2 separate regions of the Mus musculus genome follow, and region 2 is linked to region 1. A link is a contact called in public HiChIP or PLAC-seq data. All regions are on one chromosome and are shown on one strand. The core of a region is the stretch at or near the end of the contact, and the rest is flanking DNA. Distances in the headings are between cores, read along the strand shown. Region 1 has its middle 10 kb from the start of Gm25633. Region 2 has its middle 11 kb from the start of Sdhd.

Region 1 (4,248 bases), core at 1,462-3,961:
AGAGAGATTAAGAGTCTTCAAAGGGACCAGTGGCAGATGAACATAAATCTAGAGAGTTGGGAGCCATTACCCACGGAAGATCAAAATCAGGATGAAGATAAGTTATCTCTAAAATATACATGAGTGTCAGTGAAGAATGGATGGATCTTTGTGATGTGACTCAAGCTCACCGACAGATTTACAAGTATCGTAAGAGCATGAAATCTTGCAGAGTTTTAACACCCAGGACTTAGTTTGAAGACCTATTACGTAATAGCCCATCTCTGGCTAAAATGTGTATTATAGCAAGGCTTCTAAGTATATGGAAGAAAATAGCCTTCTCCTCCTGCCATGACTTTTGGTATAATGGGAACATTAGAGACTGAGGTTGATTTTAACATCTTTCGGAAAAGATACCTTAGCAATCAGCTAGAAACTTAAAAAAAACGATAACTATGCAGAAGAAAGCCAAACTTGGAGAACAGCACTGTCCCCCACACAGACAGCAGTAAGTCATCAGCTGAGTTGCTCTACCCTGAAAATTCTTGAAAGAATCTAGACTCACGACAACACCTCACCTTCCCTCATAAACGTTGAGTCATGGGTGATCCAAACAAGCTCGTTCCACACTGAAGGCAATTTCTCACATTGTTGTCTAGTGGATCACACTTAGTCACGGACAAGCCTAATTACCCCAAAGCAGTTACCAAACACCAGTGACAAGTTCTCTGAGGCCCTCCCCTCCACCCTCCACCTTGAAACACACACACACACACACACACACACACACACACACACATACACACACACACACACACATCACACACACATATTCTGACCTTCTCCGCCTAAGGAAGAATATTCTGCACTCTAAAACTGCCCATGAAGTATAGAGTCCAAGATTTCAAAATGATGCAACCACTTGGTAAAAGGGCCAATCACTTGGGTAAACATAGCCATGCCCTCTTCATCAATAACTGAGACTGGACTGTTTCCCAGGTCTGGTTTCTCCAAAATGCACAAAATGAAGAGGCTTGCTTGACTTCCAAAGGAAATGTCACCTGTTCAGCTGTTTACATGAGGCATGGGGTTGTCTGGCGGGAAATGGAATGCATTGTTTGAGCTCCCATCTATTTTAGTCATTCACATATCCCATTGCAATGCACGTATTTTAGTGTTATCTTACATTTCAGAAGGCTCAAAAGATGCATGTGTTATAAATAAACATGTGTGTTCTATATTCCAAATACAAACAAATACCAAAGACTTTTAATCTTTATTACATTTTATTAAGCTAAAATAATCAGGCTTTTTTTCCCCCTTAGATCTGAGCATGGCTTTTGGCCTTTGTGCAAGTGAATAATTGAAATGAATGCAAACACAATGTAATAGCAAGATGGTGTCCAAGAACTTCTCAGGACTGTGAGTGTGTATACGAAGTAGGTAGATAGATAGATAGATAGATAGATAGATAGATAGATAGATAGATAGATAGATAGATAATAGATAGAAAGATAAATAGTAGATAGATGATAAATGGTAGATAGATAATAGAAAGACAAATAGTAGATGATAGATGAATGATAGATGATAGATAGAAAGATAGATGATAGGTAGATAGATAGTAGATAGATAGATAATAGATAGAAAGATAAATAGTAGATAGATGATAAATGATAGATAGATAATAGATAGAAAGACAAATAGTAGATGATAAATGAATGATAGATGATAGAAAGATAGATGATAGATATATAGATAGTAGATAGATAGATAGATAGATAGTAGATAGAACTTTTTCTAGTTAAGTGTTTGCACTATTGGTAATTTATTAAATATTGTTCATTTTGGTTTTGTAAATTTATGTCTTCATATAGCTCAGGTATGCCTGCAATATCTTGCAATCCTGCAAGGTCTCGTGGGAGTTGAGATTCGTGGCGATGTTCTGCTGTTTGCTGCAGTTGAGTGTAGCCTATAGTGTTGAGCTGTGGATGAATTAACGGTCTGTGAAGAAAAACATCAGGTTCATTTACGATCACTTCTTTTTTAAGCTGAGGAGGAGGTTTGCACTGATCTTTTTTCATGTTTTTTCTTCTTCCTGTCACCCCTCCCACCTCAGAATGGAACAAGGACCCCGCACTGCCTGGGGTACTGGGTCTCAATACACTTTTCTGTGCTTCATTCTCTTCCCATCAAACTACCGCTAATTTCTCACTGTGTTCTGGCTTAGATTCTCCATTAAGGTCAAATTGTCCCCTCCTGCTCCTCCACACATGCCCTGCTCATTCATTCAGTTCCTGAAAAGGGCATTTATTGAATATTTGTTTTGTGGGCCAGGCTGGAAGGTAGAGCCTGAAGAGAAAATAGTGTGCAGTTTTTGTCTTCATGGAGCTTGGAGTCCAGGGTGTGAGGATGGAAAGACAGCCCATAATCAAATAATCACAGTAATGCACTGCATACCCAGGAGGGCCTAAGAAGGAAATCACTGTGCGTGTGTGTGTTTGGGGATGGAATGTGCATTGATGGAGAGGTCAAGGACAGAGTCTCAGAGGCCAGCTGGGCTGCTCATTGGGCATTTGCCAAGTGAACAAGTGGGGAGAGGGTATTTTGAGCAGAGGGAACATTCTGTACAAAGGAATGTTGTATCGGCTCATATTGCTAGTCTGTGGCTGCTAAACTCTGATTCATCCTCCTTTCAGACAAGCAACATAGTTCTTTAAGTCTAAGAGGAAACTTAGAGATGATTCAGCCCGTCCCCCTCACTTCACAGATGTGAAACCTGAGCTCTAATGTACTGAGCTATGATGGATCCAGCTTTGACCCATGGCCAATACCCCAGCAGGAATGTTCGAGCCATTCAACATATTGAGCACCAACCGGGGGGCGGGGGTAGATAGCATGAACGGTGCGCCAGCGAACTGCATCTAGACTGCTTTTCTTCCTGCGGGAATGTGTGTCTCTATGGACATAGCCAGAGATTAAAAGCAGTTCCGTGTCAGAGGATCTAAGTAGGTCTTGACACTCTGCCTGGTGACCTTGAAAAGGTTACCCTTGCTCACTGATCCTAAGTTTCCTGTTATGTGAGTCAGCATACTAATTGGACCTTCTTCATGGGTTTGTTATAAGGATTAAGTGTGATAACATTTGCAAGGCACGGGCACTCAATAAATCCCAGGGTTCGGTAATAAAGCTTTAATACGGTACAGGGAAGTTAAGAGATGGCGGAGCCCATAGTCAAATTAAAAAGAGTTGTATGACTAATTAATTAACATTTCAATTCCAAGGTCTTTACCTGATCAAAAATTAGCATATAATTCCTTGAGAATCCCAGTTCTTTCAACCCTGTGTCAGGCCAAATTTAAATGGAGAGTCTTTCCCCCCTAAGGTCCAGTAACCTCCCACACTCTAATGAATGCTAATTACTCTATTAGTATCATGCAATCTTTAAAACTGATAGGTCTGAATTGTGTCCTAGAAATCAAGTGTTCCAGAAGAAAAGGGAGCTTCCTGATCGTATGTGTTACACTCTCCAGCCATTTGTCTTGAGATTCGTGTCACTAGGATCTGTGGGAAACTGTGAGATCCCACTATCGTGGGACCCACTATGGTGTCCCACTATTTGAAGCAATGTGAAGGAAAAGATAGCTTCCATACTACTAAGAGGAACACGAATGAACAAAGAAGATGGGTGATAGCTGTGGTTTTAGGTAAAACAAAACAAAACAAAACAAAACAACAACCGCAACAAAAAACTTGAAAATATCATCCTTCAAGAGGGATGGGCTGTTCTCTAGGTAGCCAATGCTTCCCGGCATTGGTGGTTCCAGAAGATGTGAGATCCACTATCTTCATTCTGTAGATGAGACATTTGACACAGCTGGAAAGCAGACTGAGTCTGGTACTTCTTCTATACTATATACTATATACTATGTACTATGTACTATGTACTATGTACTATGTACTTTATACTATATACTATGTACTATGTACTTTATACCATATACTATGTACTATGAACTCTGTACTTTGTACTATATACTATATACTTTAAACTATACACTATATTATATACAATATATATATATTTATATTATACTAATCAGCCATCTAAATGTGCGTATTGGTCACCTACTATATATTCATTCTCAAGTCCCAGTGCTAGCTATCCAATAGTCAATAAAACCAAGATGTGTCTGTCTTAGATGTGACTGTGCTCTAGAGGACTGGCTGTCAAATCCTTCCCTGAGGTGAGTCAATATTGAAATCAGG
Region 2 (4,378 bases), core at 329-2,828, 780 kb after region 1:
GGGGCAGGAAGATAGGTGTCTTTAAATCAGATCTTGCAGTGGGAAGATCCACCTTTAATCTGGGCCATACCTTCTGCTGGAAGCCAATAGAAGGGTATGGAAAGACACTTTCGCTCTTTGCCTGTTCGTCCTTGCCTTACTAGCAAATCCATTCCTTCACTGGCATTAGAGCCTACTTCTAAGGGATTCCAGAGTGCTGAAGACCAGCAGAGACATCCAGCCTTGTGGACTAAGAAACTTCTGAATTCTTGGACTTCCTGTTCATAGTTTGATTAATTAGACCACAGCCTGTAATTCATTCAATAAATCCCATACATATATAGAGGGGAGGATTCATTTGTAAGTTCTGCTACTATAGAGAACGCTGTCACAACTCTCTGTCCCTTTGTTTAAGAGCACAGAACTAATTCATTCCAAGTCTCCTCCAAATTAGAATTAAATTCACCCCCCCATCCCCCGCAATTTTTCCGTGTTTCTGGGTCCTTTTATAATTTTTCCCTTATAGTAGCCATTACAACACTCCCGGTAATTCATATTGGTTTTCAGCACAAAGAGGAAAGTTCCCAGCAGAACGGTGCAGCTCCTGGCCCCTACAATTGCTGAGTCCTCTGCTCATTGCCTGCAGCTGCCAAATTAAGCAACAGGCGTGGGGATCCCCAATGTCAGCAGAAATGGCCTGAAAAGAAAGCTGTGTTCACATTAGGTAGCTCTGCTCTCCCTGTGACTAACATTTTTTCATAAGCTTCTCGGGCTCTGACTCACTTCTCTATTTGAGATGTTTATTTCCTGGAACACAGTATAACACTTAATGCCATGAGAACCCATTTTCACTTTGAATGATGCTAAAATTCTGTGACAGCCAGAGAAAAGCTTCCTCCTCCTCTGCTTCATGTTTTTGTTTTGGTTTTGTTGACACAGGGTCTCACTATGTAGTTCAGGCTGGTCTCAAACTCACTCTTCTTGTGTCTGTCTCCCAACTGCTAGGATTGAGGCATGTGTCGCCACATCCTGCTGAGGCTCCCAAGTGTGGTGCAAGCATGCGTGTATGTGCATTCGTGGTGTGTGTATGTGGGGGGGAGGGGAGCTTGGGTGTTCAAGTGAGTGTTTGTGCACGTTGTGTGCATGCATGTGTGTGTTCATGGTGTGTGTGTGTGCGCGCACATGCGTGTGTGTGTCTGTGTGTGTGCATGTGTGCACAGCACAGTGAAGAAAGCACATTCCCACCTCACTTTTGTGTCTCCTCCCTTTTGTTTTTGCTCTGTGATACACTGGTTTTACCTGGGGCTCCTCCAATGGGCTTAGAACAGGGCTATCCACGGGTGCATTGCTATCCACCAATGGCAATGCCACAAGAGTTTTATTGAATAAATTTATTAGATGAAACAAAAGGACCTAAACACAGACCTATTGAATTCTTTGAGCTCCTAAGTGACTGGGGAAAAACAAAGTTTAAGTGAATCGCACAAAACTCTACAGTAAGAGCCCGGAGGGCAAAGAGCAGCGCAGACTCTATGTGGGAGTGACAGTCAGTCTGAGGGAGAGGGACTCGGCACCAAGGGCTACCAACAGAGGTGAGTCGAAGCTCAAGTAGCAAACCATCAGTCACACCCATCTCTCCCTCTCTTCTGTTTGTTTGGTTTTTGCAAGACAGGGTTTTTCTGTGTAGTCCTGGCAGTCCTGGAACTCACTCTGTAGACAAGGTTGGCAATGAACTCAGAGATCCGCCAGCCTCTGCTTCCTGAATGCTGGGACTAAAGATGTGTGCCAACACTGCCCAGCTCACACCCATCTCTTTAGAAGAACAGTCAAACCAGAAAAGGAGCTGGAAATGTTTTTTAACATGTTATACGTATGGATGTTTTGTCAGCAAGTATGTCTGTGTACCATGTGTGTGTAGCACCCCAAAAAGACCAAAAGAGTGTCTGGTTTCCCCCTGGAACTGGAGATATAGAGGGTTATAAGCTGTCATGTGTGTGCTTGGGATTGAATCCAGAGTGTCCACAAGAGCAGCAAGTGCGCTTAACCACTGAGCCATCCCTCCAATCTATCCTGTCCCTTATTCACAACATCTGAAGACATGAACTCTAACAAACAGAAAAAAAACATAAAATAAAGGGTGGAGTTGCATGCAAGAGACTGAGGTGAGTGGGCCGAAGGGAGTCTGATGTCACGCTGGGCCACACAGCTGAGCTCAGAGCCAGCCTGGACTGTGTAGCAAGACCAGTTTCAAAACAGAAATTTCAAAAAGCAAAATTAGGGGCTAAAAATGTGACTCAGTGGATAAGACCACTCACTGGTACAGTAAGAGGACCCAAGTTCAAATCCCCAGCCTCCATATAACTGCTAGAGAGGGCAGTGCATACCAGTAGCCACTGCACTGACAGGAGCGATCCTATGAGCTCACTGGGCAGCTAGCCTAGCCAAAATGCTAAGTCAAATTCAGTGAGAAACCCTGCCTCAAAAAATAAGGTGGAGAGCAGCCAAGAAAAAGACCCAGCATCCTCCTCTGGTCTCTACATGGGCACAAACATATTCCTCCTAACCCCTAAACACAGATACACAGCAACAAGATAAATCTGAATGAGTTCCACAAATACAGAGGTTGAACACAAAGAAGAAAAACCATGTTCACCACTAGACAAAGACACAGATCCAAGGCCATTGATCACACTATTACTTATGACAGAAAATAGATTCAAGCTAGAGGTGTAAACAAAAGGACCAGGTCCACGGATGGTGAGACCCACTGGGGAACCTCCTACAATCACCTACTCTGGAAGAGCAGCTCTATTACACAAGACTGCACGGAAGCGGAAGCGCTGACTGGCATCCGCAGATGCAGATAGGTGTGGCAATGGCGTGGCAGTGCAGTGACGTCATCCAAGACTCAGGCTCCTCTGTGCATGTCCTCTTTAGCATCCTGACTGGTGCTCACAGTGATACCTCTCTCAAGTTCCTTCTCTCATAGATAAAACTATTTTAAAGCAGAACGGAGCTCGAGGACATGAGAGTGAGAGAGAGAAAGGGAGAGAGAAAGAGACAGAGAGAGAGAGAGGGAGAGAGAGAGAGAGAGAGAGGTCCGAGGAAATAGAAGCGGAGGTAGAAAAGCCACACTTAGTAGAGTAAAAGTACAAGCTATACTTAGACTGTATCTACTCTGAAGAACACACCAAAAAGAGAATTGGTGCCCTCGGCCTTTATTCCTTGTAATTATTACCTTCTCCGCAGCCCAGAGTGACAATGTGCCTCTGGCATGAAAGCAATATCCCATCCTTTCAGGCCAACCAAGGAGAAAATCCATCCTAATACTACTTGGGAGGCTGGATGGCCCAGTGGTTAAGAGCACTTGCTCCTGTACCAGAGGACCCAGGTTGGTTCCAGACTCAACCTTCTGCAGCCCCAGTTCCAGAGATAATCTGGTGCCCTCTTCTGGTCTCCATGGGCACTGCATTTAGTGTGTGTGTGTGTGTGTGTGTGTGTGTGTGTGTGTGTGTGTGTGTGTGTGTGTGTGTGTGTGTGTACACTTCTGCACGCACACACGTGCATGCATACACACATAGAAGAAATAACTGCATCAGATCCTCTGTGTACACATTATGGCTATTAGGTTGGTGTTTTTGTGAGCCTCTTAACAGTAGGAACGGGTGTATCTCTGACACTTTTGCCTGTTCTTGAGACTCTTTTCCTTCTATTGGAATGCCTTGTCCCAGCCTCCACTAGGATTTTTGCTTTGTCTTATTGTAGCGTGTTTTGTCCGTCTGGCTAGCCTCCCTTGGAGGGAGAAAATGGAGGGGGACTGGATCTAGAGGAGAGCTAGGAGAAGGGGAGGGAGGGGAAACTGCGGTTAGGATGTAGTCTATGAGAGAAGAATCTATTTTCAATTTTAAAAGCTTAAAGAAAAAAAAAAAAGATCTGGCTTCGGGACAGGGAGATGGCTCAGCGGGTGAGGTGCTTGATTCTGAGCCTGTTGACCTGAGTTGGGTCCCCAAAACTCACACGGTGAAAAGAGCTGACTCCTGCAGGGTGCCTTCCGACCTTCACAGGAGTGTGTTCCTCCCTGCATCTGAGCACATACAAGATAAGTGGCGCACGCCTTTAATCCCAGCACTCAGGAGGCAGAGGCAGGTGGATTTCTGAGTTCGAGGCCAGCCTGGTCTACAGAGTGAGTTCCAGGACAGCCAGGGCTACACAGAGAAACCCTGTCTCAAACAAACAAACAAACAAAAAGTAAGTGCTTAAGAATTCTTTTTTTGGCTCACTGTGTAGTCAGTTGAGGGCCAGTCACTCTGTGGCTGGAACTCTGGAGTGCCTATGGCACTGTCACCATTTAATCCATCTCACGCTTTAGCTCTGTGGTGGGGAAGGAGTCTCTAAAGCA

What was found. HiChIP or PLAC-seq counts read pairs in DNA pulled down with a chosen protein or histone mark.
Region 2: a contact with region 1 is called in a FOXA1 HiChIP or PLAC-seq map of pancreatic cancer cells. The contact joins two enhancer-like sites. A contact is called at or near these places in 1 of 39 promoter capture datasets (the 3T3-L1 cell line), 1 of 115 datasets of contacts at active chromatin or transcription factors (pancreatic cancer cells) and 1 of 9 other capture datasets (pancreatic islet).

Annotation. Positions count from the first base shown.
Region 1 is chr9:49,813,725-49,817,972 of GRCm38.p6, forward strand. No RefSeq gene overlaps it. Among named protein-coding and RNA genes, the nearest start is that of Gm25633, 10 kb to the right of the region's middle. Within about 2 kb of position 2,712, at least 40 of the 459 cell types and tissues checked have an H3K27ac peak or open chromatin away from gene starts, as enhancers often do. A contact at or near this core is called in pancreatic cancer cells, where this site is marked.
Region 2 is chr9:50,590,328-50,594,705 of GRCm38.p6, forward strand. No RefSeq gene overlaps it. Among named protein-coding and RNA genes, the nearest start is that of Sdhd, 11 kb to the right of the region's middle. Within about 2 kb of position 1,579, at least 115 of the 459 cell types and tissues checked have an H3K27ac peak or open chromatin away from gene starts, as enhancers often do. A contact at or near this core is called in pancreatic cancer cells, where this site is marked.